2 separate regions of the Arachis hypogaea genome follow, and region 2 is linked to region 1. The links are chromatin contacts, called in public Hi-C maps. All regions are on one chromosome and are shown on one strand. The core of a region is the stretch at or near the end of the contact, and the rest is flanking DNA. Distances in the headings are between cores, read along the strand shown. Region 1 holds the start of LOC112769186. Region 2 holds the start of LOC112770965 (co-chaperone protein p23-2).

Region 1 (3,574 bases), core at 731-3,230:
ATGCGGTTCGTTCTTTTTTCTATATAACTCTTATCAGTAGCATGTTGTATGTATGGATTATGGAAGCACCGAAATTCACAATCAAGACTGATATCGGTTTTTTTTAAAAAAAATATATATAGAAGGGTTTGACACGTGTGACCACTATGAGGCGCCACTTCATAACTCCCATGCAATGTTAAGCATCATGCTAACTCCTCCGTCTACTACATTTTTTGATAGTATAATAATCTGATCCATTTCTCTCTCGTGCAAGGTTCTGAAAACCGAACCGGTCATCAAACCGTTCTCGTTACTGGTTCATAGGTTCAACCGGTTCGATTGTGGTTGAACCGAAAAAACCGTTTTATAATAAAATAATAATTAAAATATAAATAAATACATTAAAACATAATTATAGTTTAATATAAACTTTAAAATATCATCCAAAATAAAACCAAAATATTATGATCTCATTCAAATACAAACTCAAGTCAAATAACAAAAACAACCAACTAAACATAAAATGCCAACATCCAAGTTTGTCATCAATCATATTTATTCATATTCACAGTTTTATCACATTCATTTATATTCATAATCCCTTGCCTTATTAAACAGCACAAAAATTTAATTCAGTTAACCATTTATCCACTTGAAATGAAAATGGCAAATAAAACACCTGTTCTGAGAACATCAGCAACAGCATCCTCTGCTGATTTTGCATACTTCTGATATTCATGTGGCCACTACATGTTACTATTTAATATTAGGAAGGGTACTAGTTATGCCCAATAGAATTACTTAGTCTTTTAAGAATATAGATAAGAGACTTTTATCAATGTATTAAAGCTTAAAGGAATTAATGAATTGATATTGAACTTGGTTCAATTTGGAGTTTCTCTCCCTAATTCATAGAAGGAGTTCTAACATTGGTGCTCTCGCTGAGAGGTTTCTTCCATTTTTCATGGGAAAACAAATAACTCAACAATCTGAAAATACATTTCCAATATTCAATGGGAAAGATGGTTATGGATGGACACCTGAGGAGCAGAGATTCATAGAGGTGGAAAGAGGTTTGAAAGGGAAAGCTCTAAGATGGTTTCAGTTATGGAAGGCGCTCAATCCATTTGCCAATTTGGAAACATTCGAAATTGCTGCTGGAAAATTGAGTGGGAAGAGATTAAAGCTAGACTAAGGCAACACCGGCAACCAAATCTCAGCTATCAACAGAACAAGACTCGCAGCAACATCAACAGAAATTCAAGAAAAAAGAGAGGCCAAAATCGATGCAAATTCAGATTCAACAAGCAATTTAGCTACAAATCCAACAACAGATCACAAATTCAACTTCACAAGATCAGTTCACAAATCAACAAATCCAGAATATGAAATTGACGAAGAAGAAGAGTCAGATTTCAATTTTGAACTTCAACCACAACAACAATAAGAAGAATTAAACAGAAATTGCAGATCAAGCACGAATTCAAAATTCAAATCCAGAAATTCAATAAAAAATAACTCTAAATCCAGAAAATCAAGTACGCTTAGAGACAATTGCAAAGAAAGTAGCAGATCGCAACAATAGTGAGGAAATCAGAACAACAAACCCTAGCAGCGGCGGTCTCTCTCGCAGCTTCGGTCTCTCTCGCTTCCTTCCTCACGTGACAGCGACGACGATGGCTTTGCGCAGCTCCAACAAACCCTAGCAGCGGCGGTGATGGATTGGCAGCGATGGAGGCACGGCGGCGACGCATCAGAGGCTCCCTCCTCCCCTGCGGTGGCTGCGATTTTCGAAGGCTGACTTCGTGGCTGCGAGCGAATAGAGCTAGCTGACGTTAGCACAACGGAAGTTGTGACGGCGGCGGTGGCTCGACGGAAGTTGCGCCGGAAGCTCGAGGTGAGTCAGACTGGAGACGTGAGAGGTGAGAGTGGAGGCTGAGGCTCGAGAGGAGAGGAGTGGGTGACTAGTGTTCTCTTTTGGTTTTGGCCCTTTCAGCATGCAAAACGCAGCGTTTTGCCTAAATTTAAAAAACCGGCCAGGTCCCGGTTCGGTTCGACCGACCGGTTCCCGGCCGGTTCGGCGGTTCAACTCCGGTTTTTAAAATTGGCGGTTTACTATCTGTCCGAATCGTATTTATTATAACAGCGGTTTTCGGTTCGACCGGTTCGACCGGCCAATCGAACCGGTTTTCAGAACATTATTTGAAACAAAATAAAACTTACCGATATTTTTAAAACTTTTGTCAAACTTTAAAAACAAAAAGTATACTTTACCATAAATTTAATATTAATTTTTTAAGTTTTTTATTAAATAATTTTTTATATATATAAATTAATTTATTTTAATTTTACATGGATCTAAATCTAGTTGCATATAATTTCATATCTTTTGTCGCCTAAATTTTTTTACTATATACCCGAAAGAAGTCCAAATTATTAAAGACTAAAATTTCTTACTATATTTTCTGAAATTGACATTTTCTTTGGATTTATTCTGACTTAACAGGCTATTTATATTAACCAAGTGAGGTACTGTTAAGATTGATGTTTATTTTTCACTAATAATCAAATTTTTTTCGCCGCTTTCTTTTTTAAAATGTTAAATTTTAAAATTATATTACTTCAATTTTGGTTTTTAAATTACATATTATGACATAAATATTATAATGATGATATTAAAGAAGTTTTTAGTGTAAAATTGTGAGAAATGTATTAACATACTTAAAAAAAATTTTAACCAGTTGCGTGATATCCTTGAGTTTCCTTCTCATTGTTTCCACCCAATAAAGACGTTCTTGTATTTCCACCATATGAATAATTTATAGTATATCTTAGTGGCTATATTGAACGGAACAACAAAGTTCCGCTTCCCTACAGAAAATACTAAAACCGCTTCCTATTTTATAATATAGTGAATTCACCATGTAAATTGTTGATCTATCCTATAATAATTAACAATTAAGTATCACTGTAAATGAGCAATGCAAAATCCGGATACCTATCGTTAACTAAGCTGAAATATCAATTTAATATTAAGTAGTACATTGTTTATTTTACTTTATCGTTGGGAAATAATTTCCCTTGCTGGTTAGGTGAAATTCGATTAAACAAAATTCTTATAGATCATATAATTCTTTGTCAAGAAAAAAAATGAATTAATAATTTTCTTGTTGTAAAATAAATAAGGAAGAAGTAATAAAATAAAAATATAAATAGAAAATAATATTATTAGTATTTACCAATACTATTATACTACTATAAAGATAATATATTAATATTATATTAATAGTATATGAAGAAAGAAAATAAAGAAATGCTTTATATAAGAAAGAGAGAGAGGAAGTATTTGCTTTTTATTGCTAAGTGTATATTTCTTTTATCTCGTTCATGCTTTTATAGGCAAACAAATACAACTTTCCACACTTCATTAATCATAGTTGTCAAAATCGGACCGGACCGACCGGTTCGACCGAAAAACCGGTGAACCGAACCTCACACCGATCCGATACGAACCGGTCAAATCTGGAATGAACCAGTGAGAACCGGTCAAATTCGGTGAAAACCGGACCGGACCGAACCGCGTGGGTGGCAG
Region 2 (3,574 bases), core at 523-3,022, 240 kb after region 1:
CTGTCCTCCATCATACCGTGCCTTCGCCCTCGTACCACTGTCTTCTATGGCGTCGTCCCATCCACCACCGTCATTTTTCTTCTTCTTATTTGATTTGGATGTTTTTTTTTTCTATGTAATTTAGATATTTTTTCGATATAATTAATTTTTTTTGTCTATTGTGGATATTTAAAAAAAAAACAAATTTCTGATTACAAAAAAAAGAAATATCTACAATTCTTTAAAAATTAATTTAATATAATTTAGATATTTTTTCATGTAATTTAATTTAGATATTTTTTTGGTATATTACGAATAATTTTTTGTTTCTTAATAAAAAATAGAATAATTATACAAATCAGTCCCTAAGAATTTTAAAAGTGGATATTTTAGTCCTATAAAAATTAATACACAGATCAATCCCCAAAGTTTTACTCTGGCAAACAAATCAGTCTCTAATTCATTTTTCGGTAGAGTAATTATCCAAATCAGTCCCAAAAAATTTTAAAACAGACATTTTAGTCCCCAAAAAAATTAATATACAGATTAATCCCTAACGTTTTTCTTCGTAGACATAATAGTCCTTCATCCAAAATAAAATAAAATTATTATTCTTATTAATTATACAATAATACTGTACCATAAGTTTTTTGTATTTTTTGGACAAAAATAATAATAAATTTATTTATTAGATTCTTATGTATGTATTTCTAATATATATATATATATATATATATATATATATAATCACTCAATAATAATAATAATAATAATAATAATAATAATAATAATAATATTTAATAAAATTATTAGAGATTATTCTACAAAAAATTTAAGATTAAAATTATTTGATATTTTTGTATTTAATATAATCAAAAGATGTCCTACTTTAAAAATTACGTTCGTATTAAAAGAAAATATTTTAATTTGAATTTCAAAGTATCATTATTCATCTTACTTGTTTCTAATAAAAAGAGTGTATTAATATGATAGTATCATCCTCCAAGTGCACAAAACTAAGTTAATAATGATATTTTGAAATTCAAATTAAAACATTTTTTTTAATACAAACATGTTTTTTTTTAAAGTAAGACATCTTTTAATTATATAAATACAAAAATATCAAATAGTTTTAATCTTAAATTTTTTGTAGAATATTCTCTAATAATTTTATTGATTATTATTATTGAGTGACTATGTGTATATTTAAAATCTTAAAATTGATCTGTATATTAATTTTTTTAAAAAATTAAAATATTTAATTTTAAAATTTTTAAAGATTGATTTAAATAATTATTCTAAAATATATATTATGTATATTTAATAATGGATTTTGAAGTGCAACCCAAATAAAAATTGGCTGAAGTTGAATAATGCACCTGGCTGGCTGGCTTACCTAACGGAGTTACGACTTACGAGTTACGAAGAGAAAGAGAAACCAAGGTCCAACCGAAGCCGACTCGACCTTGCTTTTTGACGTCACACACAACGAATTATGATAATAATAATATTCCATTTTTGTCACTTCTTCCTTCTTTCTCTGTCTCCAATACACCCACTCCCATTTTCTCTGTTTCGCTCAAGGTTCTGAAAACCGGTTTGGACTGGCCGGTCGAACCACTTGAACCGTGAACCGTTGAAGAAAACAACTCGGACAAACGTTAAAACTGTAAATTTCAAAAACCGAAATTGAACCGGTGAACCGGCCGAGAACCGGTCGGTCGAACCGAACCGTGACCCGGCCGGTTTTTTGAATGGGGGAATGAAACGTCGCCGTTTCAGCTGCTGCAGTTAGCCCTAACTCCATTATCGATGCCCAGATCTAAATTCCACTCCAGAACGCCTCTGCTTCTCTCACACTCAATCTCCATCCTCTGCACTTAGCCCTAGCTCCTGGCCGTTCCCTTACCTCCGTCCAGCCACCGCCTCGTGCCGCCGCCGTCGTTCCTTCCAACAGCCACCGTCTGCTCGCTCACCTTCCCTCCATCACGCAGCAGCCATCGATATCAACCTTCCCTTCCATTGCGCAGAAATCGCAACCTTCCTCCGTCGCGCAGCCACGCCGCCGCCGGTACTATCTCTGTTCTCCGCAACCACTGTCCCAGTTCGAAGCCCGTTCGAAGGTACTCCACCACTGTCTTGGTCACTCGGTGTCTCTATCTCCCATCGCGCAGCCATCGCAACCTTCCTCCGTCGCGCAGCCACGCCGCCGCCGGCACTATCTCTGTTCTCCGCAACCACTGTCCCAGTTCGAAGCCCGTTCGAAGGTACTCCACCACTGTCTTGGTCACTCGGTGTCTCTATCTCCCTTTTGCATGCTCTGTTGAAGGCTTCTTCTAGCTTCTAGGTAAATTTTTATTAACTATGATTGAACCATTGTTAATGTTTGATTCTGCGAAGCTCTGTGAACTGTGAAGTCGCTGAATTGTGAACTGAATTGCTGATTTACTGAAGCTTCTAGCTCTGTGAAGTCTTTGATTTACTGATTTATTGAATAATTGTTTGATTCTTTTAGCTTCTAGTTCTAGGTAATTTTTTTTATTAACTATGTGATTTACTGATTGTTTATTGCTCTATGAAGTGTGAACTGTGAAGTGTGAATTGATTCAACTGAAGTTATTGAACTGAACTGTGAAGTTTGTTGAATAATTGTGAATAATTATTGTTAGTTAAGCTGTGAAGTGTGAACTACTGAAGTCACTGAAGTGTGAACTGGTTTATGGATTTATTGAATAATTGTTTGATTCTTCTAGCTTCTAGTTCTGGGTAATTTTTTTGTTAACTATGTGATTTACTGATTTTTTATTGCTCTATGAAGTGTGAACTGATTCAACTGAAGTTACTGAATTGAACTGTGAACTTTGTTGAATAATTGTGAATAATTATTGTTAGTTAAGCTGTGAAGTATGAACTACTGAAGTCACTGAAGTGTGAACTGTTTTACTGATTTATTGAATAATTGTTTGATTCTTCTAGCTTCTAGTTCTAGGTAATTTTCTTATTAACTATGTGATTTACTGATTTTTTATTTCTCTGTGAAGTGTGAACTGATTCAACTGAAGTTACTAAACTGAAGTGTGAACTTTGTTGAATAATTGTGAATAATTATTGTTAGTTAAGTTGTGAAGTGTGAACTTCTGAAGTCATTGAACTGTGAACTGATTTACTGATTTACTGAAGCTTCTAGCTCTGTGAAGTCTCTGATTTACTGATTTATTGAATAATTGTTTGATGCTTCTAGCTTTTAGCTCTAGGTAATTTTTTTTATTAACTATGTGATTTATTGATTTTTTATTGCTCTGTGAAGTGTGAACTGTGAAGTGTGAACTGATTCAACTGAAGTTACTGAACTGAACTGTGAACTTTGTTGAATAATTGTGAATAATTATTGTTAGTTAAGCTGTGAAGTGTGAACTACTGAATTTTGTTGTTTGTTGAGTAATTGTGAATAATTTTGAATAATTTTGGATGTTGTTTGTTATGATCTTGAGATTATTGGGTTGGAGTGGGTTGTTGTGATATTGTAATTGGCAAAAACCATTATTGGATTGCTGGTAATGTTTAGGTATGGATGAGAGTATCAACCAAGAACCAT

What was found. Hi-C and Micro-C count contacts between places; a contact is called where the count stands out from the background.
Region 2: a contact with region 1 is called in a Hi-C map of leaf, with 4 times the contacts expected there. The contact joins the promoter of LOC112770965 here to the promoter of LOC112769186 in region 1. A contact is called at or near these places in 2 of 8 Hi-C or Micro-C datasets (both in leaf).

Annotation. Positions count from the first base shown.
Region 1 is chr18:12,363,468-12,367,041 of arahy.Tifrunner.gnm2.J5K5, forward strand. LOC112769186 reads right to left here and starts at 1,981. Exons shown (of 9, transcript XM_072223984.1): 1 at 1,590-1,981.
Region 2 is chr18:12,608,121-12,611,694 of arahy.Tifrunner.gnm2.J5K5, forward strand. It overlaps LOC112770965 (co-chaperone protein p23-2), which reads left to right and starts at 1,773. Exons shown (of 8, transcript XR_011876020.1): 1 at 1,773-2,326.